Regions from separate parts of the Mus musculus genome. Here region 2 is linked to region 1. A link is a contact called in public promoter capture Hi-C data. All regions are on one chromosome and are shown on one strand. Each heading gives the region's core, a stretch centred on a gene start, on an enhancer-like site or on the middle of the called end of the contact. The rest is flanking DNA. Distances are from core to core; before and after follow the strand shown. Region 1 holds the start of Tep1 (telomerase associated protein 1). Region 2 has its middle 26 kb from the start of Pnp2.

Region 1 (5,037 bases), core at 1,235-3,734:
CAAACAAAACAACAACAAAAACCAACCCATGAGGGTGAAAGCTTCCTAATACCTAGCTGCTCGCCTGAACTGAGAAATCGGATCTTAGGGATGGAGGGCACAGTTGACACAACCCAGTTTCAATGGCTGTGACACGGAAGATGCCTTTGCTTCAAGCTTGTACAAAAAAGTTACTAAAATTACTTGGCATTAACTAATTATTTAGTTAACTCTGCCTCCCGAGTGCTGGGATTAAAGGCATGCGCCACCACGCCTGGCGTGATGAGTATTCTTGCTTGTCAACCTGACACATGTGGAAGAAAGGAAACCTCAAATAAGAAATTGCCTCCATCAAATTGGCTTATGGGCATGTTTATGGGGCGTTCATTATAATACTACTAATAACTGTTACTATTAATTGGTGAGGAGGGCCAAGGACACTATGGCAGTACCACCATGGCATTCAGGCCTAGGCTGTACAGGCAAGATGAGCAGAAGCAGAAAGCCAGCCAGTAAGCAGCATTCCTCTAATGTGTCCTCTAATTTGGCTTCCCACGGTGATGGTAGACCTGTAGAAGAAATAAACCTTTTCTTCCCCAAGTTGTTTTGTCAGTTTGTTCATTTTTTTTTAAAACCACAGCAATAGAAAGCAAAAAAGAACATCTCATGCTAGCAACTTTGAATAGCCCTGGGTTTTAGATTTTCAGTCTTGTGGTAAGAATCGTAGACTCATCATCCCTTTCCCTATAGAGAGATGTCAATTAAGACTGATGGCTATTAATATGGATGGTATTGCGTTCTAGGGATGGTTTTAGAACTCTCTCTCTCTCTCCCCCCCACACACACATTTATTTCTCACAATTAGGATAATTTTTAGCATTTAATATTTAGTAGGTGGGACTTAAGAGTGCTAGACCCTTAGTAACTGTGCAGAGCACTTCTACAGTGAGGGGCATTCTTGTGCTTACAACTTTGAATGATTCTGCCAGTCATTCATGCACATTAAAAATCCATGGGGCTATGAGATGGTGGCATGCATTTTAATCCTAGCACCCAGGAAGCAGAGGCAGGCAGATCTCTGAGTTAAAGGCCAGCCTCGTCTACAGACTGAGTTCCAGGATAGCCAGGGCTACACAGAGAAATCCTGTCTCGGAACTACAACAAAATCTATTAAAATTACTATTTATCTTTAGGGGTTTTTCATTTTTATATTTATTTATTTACTCACTTACTTATTTTATGGAGGCAAATGCTCCCTAAGGAATCTGGCTTGAACTTGAGATCCTTCTGCTTCAGCCTTTAAAATCTCTGGAATTATAAGGGTATATTACCTGGCTAGTAGTAATTTACATACAAAACAGACCTCCACCCACACACTCCACTTTGTATTTATGAGTTTTGCCTCTATGTATGTCTGTGCACCACCTTCATGCCAAGTGCTCTTGGAGTTTAGAAGAGGTCACCATGGGTAATTAGAGTTACCAATGGTTGTGAGGCATGATGTGGGTGCTGGGTACTGAACCTAGGCCTTCTGCAAAAACAGATTCTCTTCATTTCTGAGCCATTAGAGGGCAGCCTGGTCTACATAGTGAGCTGCAGGCCAGCTGGGGTTATATAGATAGACCTTGTCTAAAAATAAAAGCCCAAATCCCCAAAATCAAAATTTAAAAAAATTTGTTGCTGGGCGTGGTGGTTGGTGGTGGGGTATGCCTTTAAATCCCAGGAGATGGGAGGCAGGGGCAGGCGGATCTCTGTGAGTCAGAAGCCAGCCTGGTCTAAACAGTGAGTTCCAGGACATCCAGGGTTACATAGAGAGACCCTGTCTGAAAAAGAAAGAAACAATCAAAAGGGTTTGGTTTATTATCTCAGGTAGTTTGTCGCAGTAACAAAAAGATAACATAATGAACTCAAATAGCATGAGTAGAGTTAACTCTTTGATCTTCCTGCCAGAGCCTTCTAAGTACTAGGATTACATGTGTGTGCCACCATTCTGAATCATATTTTCAGAGGTTTTCAGTCAAGGATCTCTTGACCCTCTTGCTTTGGCCTGTGGCAAAGCAGTTCACGGATGGGGTGGAGTGGGATTGAGTGGGGTGGCGACAGACGAAACTGTTTACTTTCATGGTGGATGAAAGGAAGCAAAAGGGAGAGAAGGGGCCTGACTTTCAAAGGTCAGCCAAGGGCACACTCTCAGCGATCTTTCTTTCTAAACGTTTCACCACCTCCCAACAGCTGCCCAAGGCTGGCATGATTTTAGCACATAAGCCTCTGGGGTATTTTCAGGATACATAATAGCATCAGAGCATGATTGTATTGGGTGGAAATACAACTCGGTTGGTAAAGTTGGCCTAGCCGGAAGTATAAATCCCTAAACTGTGCAAATCAAACCGGGTGTGGTTAGCACAACCCTATAATCCCGGCATTTGCGATATCCTACACGCGGCAGCCCCGCCCTCAGCCCCGCCCTGCCCCCAGCCCCGCCCCTCCCTCGCCCAGCCTCACCCCTTGGCCTCACTAGGGTGTTGGTTTTCTTTCAGTTCTCTGCTTCCAACCAGTCCACTGGCTGACCCAGGCCGGTTTCTGCTCCCCGTTGCGGAGAACCAACGCGCCTCTCATTGCGCACAGCTTTTCCAATCCTGAGCGCAGGTAGAGCCCTGGCCGAGACCTGTGTCAGCTGGACTCCCGGAAGGACCTCTGGGCGAGCGTGGTGCAGCCGCTTAGTCCTTCCGGGCGGCTGGCAGGGAGGTGGGGTGGCCTTAGTGGGGCGGAGGGATAGATGCTCAGAGAGAATGGGTTCCTTTTGCCTTAAAGAATCCTAGGAGGGAGTGACTGTAACAAATGAAGAGTGTTGTGATCACTTTTGGCAACAGAAACTCACTAGACTGACACGTTTAACAGTAATGGACACTAAGGTGCCAACGCGGTAGGCCTCCACGACTTCCTAAGAAAAGAATAGCGTCTGAAGTATGGCTTCAGGTGCAAGGCCAAAGAAAAGGGACCGGGGTAGGAGTGGAGGCAGGTATACATACAAACTAGTGTATACACAGAATGTCAGTATAAAACTATCAATACCAGTTATCTCTGGAACTTGGGGAAGAACTTTTAAGCTTTCAGAAGTTAATCAGAATCTCTATAAACTCCAGAGAGGAAAAAAATTACATGTCTTTATTTCTCTGTTAACTTAAAATTTTAATTGAGAACTTGTTTTTCACTCTTGGATTATGCCAGATGTGGCTGTGTATGTCTTAATCCTAGCACTGGGGAGGCAGAGGCAGGTGGCTCTCTGTGAGTTGGAATCTGTATAGTAGTTCCAGGTCAGTCAGACCTTTTTAGTGAGACCTTGTTTCAATACATACATACATACATACATACATACATACATACATACATATTGGATTAATTCTGAAATTCCTTATTACTCGTTGGGTGTGTATATGTGTGTATGTGTTTGTTTGTGTGTGCAAGAGTATGTGCATATGCGGATATATATACGGGTATGTGGAGACTAGAACTCCACACCAGGTGTCTTATTCTATTGCTTCTCGAGTTACTTTTGGTAGGCTGGCTGGCCAGCTTGATGTAAGAATCTGCCTGCCTTTCAGTGTTGGGATTACAGTCATAGACTACTGAGCCTTACTGTCATCTAGATGTTTTATCAACTGACCTATCTTTCTAGCTTCCCACCTTTTTTTTTTTTTTTTTTTTGGACAAAGTCTCCTATATTCCAGGGTGATTTTGATCTTTTAACTTGCTATGTAGCCAAGGATGACCTTTGAACTCCTAACCCTTCTGCCTCGGCCTCAAGTGCTGGGAGTGCAGGTGTATGCCAGCCCAGCCCTCACTACTTTTTTTTTTTCCTTGTAGTACAGGGACATGAGAGGAATAGCAAGACACATTTTCTTTTGAGAAAGAGAGTGTCAGTGCTCACGTGGACCTGGAATTTGCTATGTAGCCCAGGCTGGCCTCCATGTTCTTATGGTCTCCTTTTCAGCTGTGATTCTAGACAGGTCACCGCTATGCCATGCCAGGCTTCTCTCTAAGCTTTTGCTTTCCCTTTTCCCCCCTGTCCCCTTAGAATTACGCCTGGATAAATCTAAAAGGGGGGGGGGCAGCAAGATGGTTAAAAGTGATGGCTGTACAACACTGCAATACCGACCACTGGAGTTCAATCCCCACATCCCACTGTAGGGGGAGAGAACCAACTCCCAAGGATTGTCCTCCAGCCTCACACATGCTGTGACACGCATGGCCAAACTTATAGACACACCTGTCTTCCCCTCTCCCTCTCTCAATACACACACACACACACACACACACACACACACACACACACACACACACGATAATAATAATAACAATAACATAATTTTAAGAAGTAGAAATATTTGTTTGTTGCCTATCACTGGCACAAACAGATGAGTATGGAGTTGATATGTTTCTAGTGCATCTCATTACCTGTTTTTTTTCTTCTAGGCATATGTTGATTGTTCTTCAGCTATGGAGAAGCTCTGTGGGCATGTGCCTGGCCATTCAGACATCCTCTCCTTGAAGAACCGGTGCCTGACCATGCTCCCTGACCTCCAGCCCCTGGAGAAAATACATGGACATAGATCTGTCCACTCAGACATCCTTTCCTTGGAGAACCAGTGTCTGACCATGCTCTCTGACCTCCAGCCCACGGAGAGAATAGATGGGCATATATCTGTCCACCCAGACATCCTCTCCTTGGAGAATCGGTGCCTGACCATGCTCCCTGACCTCCAGCCTCTGGAGAAGCTATGTGGACATATGTCTAGTCATCCAGACGTCCTTTCTTTGGAAAACCAATGTCTAGCTACTCTCCCCACTGTAAAGAGCACTGCATTGACCAGCCCCTTGCTCCAGGGTCTTCACATATCTCATACGGCACAAGCTGATCTGCATAGCCTGAAAACTAGCAACTGCCTGCTCCCTGAGCTTCCTACCAAGAAGACTCCATGTTTCTCTGAGGAACTAGACCTTCCACCTGGACCCAGGGCCCTGAAATCCATGTCTGCTACAGCTCAAGTCCAGGAAGTA
Region 2 (4,782 bases), core at 1,588-4,087, 110 kb before region 1:
AAGAATGCCTTCTTTTCTATTCCTCTTAACCCCCAGTCACAAAACATCTTTGCCCTTGCTTGGACTAACCCAGATACTCACTTTCCACACAAGTCACCTGAACTGTCTTACCCCAGGGGTTCTGGGACAGCACACATCTATTTGTCTCTAGCCTCTGACTTATTCCCTCTGTCTCTTCCTAGATCCAAGCTTATATAATGCATAGACAATATTCTTTGTAGTCCACCCCTGCAAATTTGCCAGGTTGACACCTCTACTTTATAAAACTTCCTGTATGGCCAGGGATACGGGGGTCTCACCCTCTAATATTCAGCTGTCCACCTCTTAGGTTACTTATCTGGGATTAGTTATTACTGAAACTCACAAGGCCGTTACCCTTGATAGGAAACATTTAATTTGGTCATTTTCTGTACTCACCAGTAAGTACAAAATTTTATCTTTATCTTGGGATGGTTGACTTTTTATACTCTTAGATCCCTGCTTTCTTTCTTCTTGCCTACTCCTTATATGAGGTATCCCTTGGCCCCTCACATGAACCCCTTCTTATACCCACTATTAGTCCCTTTCATACGCTTCAGCAGGCCCTCCTCCAGGCCCTGGCCCTACACCTTCCAGATTTGACTCACTCCTCACTCTGTGTCATAGGGAAGGAGGAATATGCCCTCAGGGTCCTGGGTCACTGTAAGGGTTTCATGCTGTGAAGGGACACCAGTACCAAGGCAACTCTAATATAGGACAACATTTATTGAGGCTGTCTTACAGTTTTAGAGGTTCAGTTCATTATTATCATGGCAGGAAGCAAGGCAGCGAGCAGGCAGATATGATGCTGGAAAAGGACCTGAGTGTTCAGCATCTTGAGTGGAAGGCAGCAGAAGGAGACTGTCCTCTGCAGACAGCCAGGAGGATATTCTCATCCTATATTGGGCAGAGCCTCAGCATAGGATTCTAAAAGCCCACCCCCACAGTGACACATGTCCTCCAACAAAGCCACACCTATTGCAGTAAGGCCATACATCCTAATAGTACCACTTCCCATGGGCCAAGCATATTCAAACCACCACAGTCACCCTTTCTCTATCTAAGTCATAGAGAAGGAGGGATATGCCCTCAGGTTCCTGGGTCACACCTTCTTACTCCATGTCACCTTCTTACTCCATGTCAGAGAGAAGGAGAGATGTGTCCTCAGGGTCCTGGGTCATACCTTCTCACTCCATGTCAGAGAGGTAAGAGATACCCTAGGTCACCCCTTATCATTCCATGTTAGAGAGAAGAAAGGATACATCCTCAGGGTCCTGGGTTGCCAACTGTGATGGTTTTTTGCTTCTGTTACATACTTGTCGAAAAAATTGGACCATACTATCCAAAGATGGGGACTCATCTAAATGTTCTGGTTACAGCCAGACTTTTTTTTTTTTTTTTTTTTGGTTTTTTGAGACAGGATTTCTCTGTGTAGCCCTGGCTGTCCTGGAACTCACTCTGTAGACCAGGCTGGCCTCCAACTCAGAAATCCGCCTGCCTCTGCCTCCCAAGTACTGGGATTAAAGGTGTGTGCCACCACTGCCCAGCTTACAGCCAAACTTCTTATATGAAAATCAGAATGGTTAACCTTCAGGTCATCCACTACTGTCTTCGGCACCTATCCCACCTCCTAACATACAAGGGTGACTGACTGTTTCTCTAACCATCAATTATCAGTTTGCCTCTCGGTTTATCCAGAATCTCCAGCGGGTAGCTCAGGTTGTCCTCACCCTCCAGGGCCAAATAGACTCACTGGCTGCCATAATGTTAAATACAGTGAGGGGAGAGTTACTAATAGTAAAGAAGTCTCTGCCTCTTCCTCGGGGAGGAATCAACCAGTCAGGTAAAATAAAAGATAATATCTATCCAGTGGCAGTGGCACATGCCTTTAATCTTAGCACTGGGGGGGGGGGGGGATCTCTGTGAGTTCTTGGTCAGCCTGATCTACAGAGTGAGTTCCAGGACAGCCAGGGCTATACAGAGAAACCCTGTCTCAACTTCCCTCCCACCCCCCAAAACAAGCTTGGTATGGTGGTGCACATCTTTAGTGTCTCAGTACTCAGGAGGCAGAGGCAGGCTGTTTTCTGTGGGTGAAGCCAGCCTTGTAGCAAAAACTAAAAGCAGAAGCAAAGCAACGACAACCGAACAAACAAAAAACCACAACCTTCACTCAGGTCAAGATATAAATACTCCTCCATTTACAAGTCATATCCCCACCCCACCCCCACACAAAGAGTCATCACAGGAGTAATTTCAGGCTGGAGCAACATGTGTTCTCTTCATTAAACTGCTACGTGCTCTGGTCAGGCAAGGATGATTGTCGAGGCATTTGATAAAAATCTACAAAACGAGCCCTTTCCTTGAGAAGTCTATGCACTTCCAGGGCTCCTGGTCAACAAGCCACTCAGGAGTCATTTACAAAGCCTAAGATAAGGACAATATATATTTGTCAATGACATATGTGTGAAGCATTGTTCTCCAACTACACAACATCTACCATAAGCCCACCTATATATATAGTAAGAGTGTATATTTGGCTGGGAGAATGGGTTCTTTCTGTTGTTATATTTTAAATGGTTCTACATTCATATATGTTGCCTTGGTAACCTAACCGTATAATATTTTTATATAGAACGTGACATCAAAGACCTATTCTTCTGTCTGTCTGATGCTCCTCATTATACCCTTGCTTCTGGGCTTTAATAAAATAGGCCACTTACAAACCACATTTCTCAATGGGAATCAATAGTTCCTTGAACCTCCCCCAGACACTTCCTGCCTAAACTACTGCCCACGCAAAACAGCCCTTTAAACTGCTCTACCAGAACAAACGGCTTCTGTTACCCCTGAGTGCACCTCTTAGTACATGGATTCTACCCACAAACCTCTCTTGCTCCTGTGAGGTTCCTGCCCCCTCCTATCATCTGAGTCACTCAGAGCCTCTATCTCCTGAGGTCAGCCTTACTGAAATGCTGGATTGAAGTTGAGAATTTCTCAGTTGGTTAACTACAAGGTTGCTCTTGCAGGTTTCTCTGGAACCTGCCACAGTCCTCACTCCTACAGATGCAGCTCTTGGATCTCACCCTGAAGCAGGTGGAAAGGAATGGAGGTCTATGAATATGTACTTATTGTAGCAAGTCAGTGACCTTGACATCCCGCTGTGTGTATCAACCCAACCCCAATGTTTTGGATGACTTGATCTGAAATGATATATTTTATACATCACAGGTAAAAAGCTTCTCCATAAAGCCTAATTGGGAATTCTCTAGTCCCTGAGTCAACACATCGGAAAGGTTTTTTTTTGTTTGTTTGTTTGTTTGTTTGTTTGTTTGTTTGTTTTTTGAGACAGGGTTTCTCTGTATAGCTCTGGCTGTCCTGGAACTCACTCTGTAGACCAGGCTGGCCTCGAACTCAGAAATCCGCCTGCCTCTGCCTCCCGAGTGCTGGGATTAAAGGCGTGCGCCACCATGCCCGGCAACACGTCAGAAAGTTATTCAATAACTTTTTAAATTATTATTTAAAAAAAATGTTTATAGGCATAGGAGTTTTACCTATACAGGTCAAAATACTGGGACTGGAGACTGTGAGCTGCCATGTGGATGCTGGGAAATGAGACTAGGTCCTCTGGAAGAATGGCCAGCTCTTCTTCAGCCCCTTCAAGTTCTTTTCTGTAGAGTGTATCTACTCTTCAGTAGCATCTCCTTCCTTTCTTAATGCACCTTCCAACATTCCCAGAAAATCAATGTGGGCCAGGTGCGATGACAGTTATGAACCAGCCTACCTCCATCTTAGGGTTAAAAGCCATCGTATAGTAAACAGGTTCATTCCTGTTTGTGATTAAATCTGTTTCCCAAGGGCTGGGATATGCCTCACCTGTAACCTTAACTACAAATGGTTCTGTACTGCCTGCTCCAGGAAGTGCCAACCATGTCTTTCTTTCAAAAGGTTGTTATGACCACCTTCGTATGACCACATTGTTATGACCACTTGTTATGCTGTTCCTGTAACCCTGCCCATTAGCCCGCCAAATCCCCCATTTAGAAATCCCCTATAACTGAACTATAAAAACCCTTATCTTGCCCATGTCCAGTGTTGACCTCTTAAACCCCAACTTAGGGAGAGGCAGCCAGTATACGTGAATTGAGAAGCTTGTTTTGATTAATTTGCCCATGATGATTTGGGTGGGTGATTTTTCTCCTTGAATCTTTGGGGTTAACACCCCTTGCTTTTAATCCCAGCACTCAGGAGGGTAGAGACACATGGACCTCTGTGAGTTCCAGGCCATCCAGAGCTACATAATGGAACTGGGGACAATACCTTGGGGTGGGGGTGAAAGCAGTGAGGGGGTTGTTGAAATGTAAACAGTCTAAGGCACTCCCTTCCTTGTAGGACATTCAGGAAGGTCATCTGGGAGTGGAGGGTTGAGAGAGGTGCTTAGAAAACAAGGGCAAGGCTGCCAAAACAAGGCACCCAGGGCAACCAAGAGGACAGTGAGCAGTGAAGGGGTTGGTTGAGACTGGAGGCCAGCCAGCCAGCCCAGCACTGAAGTTTAACTGCAGGAGCTAGAAGGGAGGGAGGGAGTCTGGGTCTCCTTTCATGTCTTGGTGAGGTTTGGCCTAGTCCTAACTCAGAATGTTCCAACTTTTCCTTTTTACTGGTTTTTGGTGTGTTGTTGTTGAGTTGTGTTTTTACCAAATATGCTTTTCCCCAGGCATTTGATTTTCCTTGCTCAGTCTATGAAGCTGCCTGCTGCCATGTGGCTAA

What was found. Promoter capture Hi-C pulls out the DNA fragments that hold promoters and counts their contacts.
Region 2: a promoter capture Hi-C map of the HPC-7 cell line shows a contact between it and region 1. The contact joins the enhancer-like site here to the promoter of Tep1 in region 1. A contact is called at or near these places in 10 of 39 promoter capture datasets (the C10 cell line, the HPC-7 cell line, HPC-7-derived erythroid cells and 7 more), 1 of 484 Hi-C or Micro-C datasets (embryonic stem cells) and 2 of 9 other capture datasets (adipose tissue and liver).

Annotation. Positions count from the first base shown.
Region 1 is chr14:50,868,001-50,873,037 of GRCm38.p6, reverse strand. Tep1 (telomerase associated protein 1) reads left to right here and starts at 2,484. Exons shown (of 55, transcript NM_009351.2): 1 at 2,484-2,625; 2 at 4,453-5,037. The coding sequence starts at 4,477. Gm26782 (a long non-coding RNA gene) reads right to left here and starts at 2,742. Exons shown (of 3, transcript XR_874615.2): 1 at 2,482-2,742.
Region 2 is chr14:50,979,501-50,984,282 of GRCm38.p6, reverse strand. No RefSeq gene overlaps it. Among named protein-coding and RNA genes, the nearest start is that of Pnp2, 26 kb to the right of the region's middle. Within about 2 kb of position 2,837, at least 53 of the 459 cell types and tissues checked have an H3K27ac peak or open chromatin away from gene starts, as enhancers often do. A contact at or near this core is called in the HPC-7 cell line, adipose tissue, neural stem cells and 1 more, where this site is marked.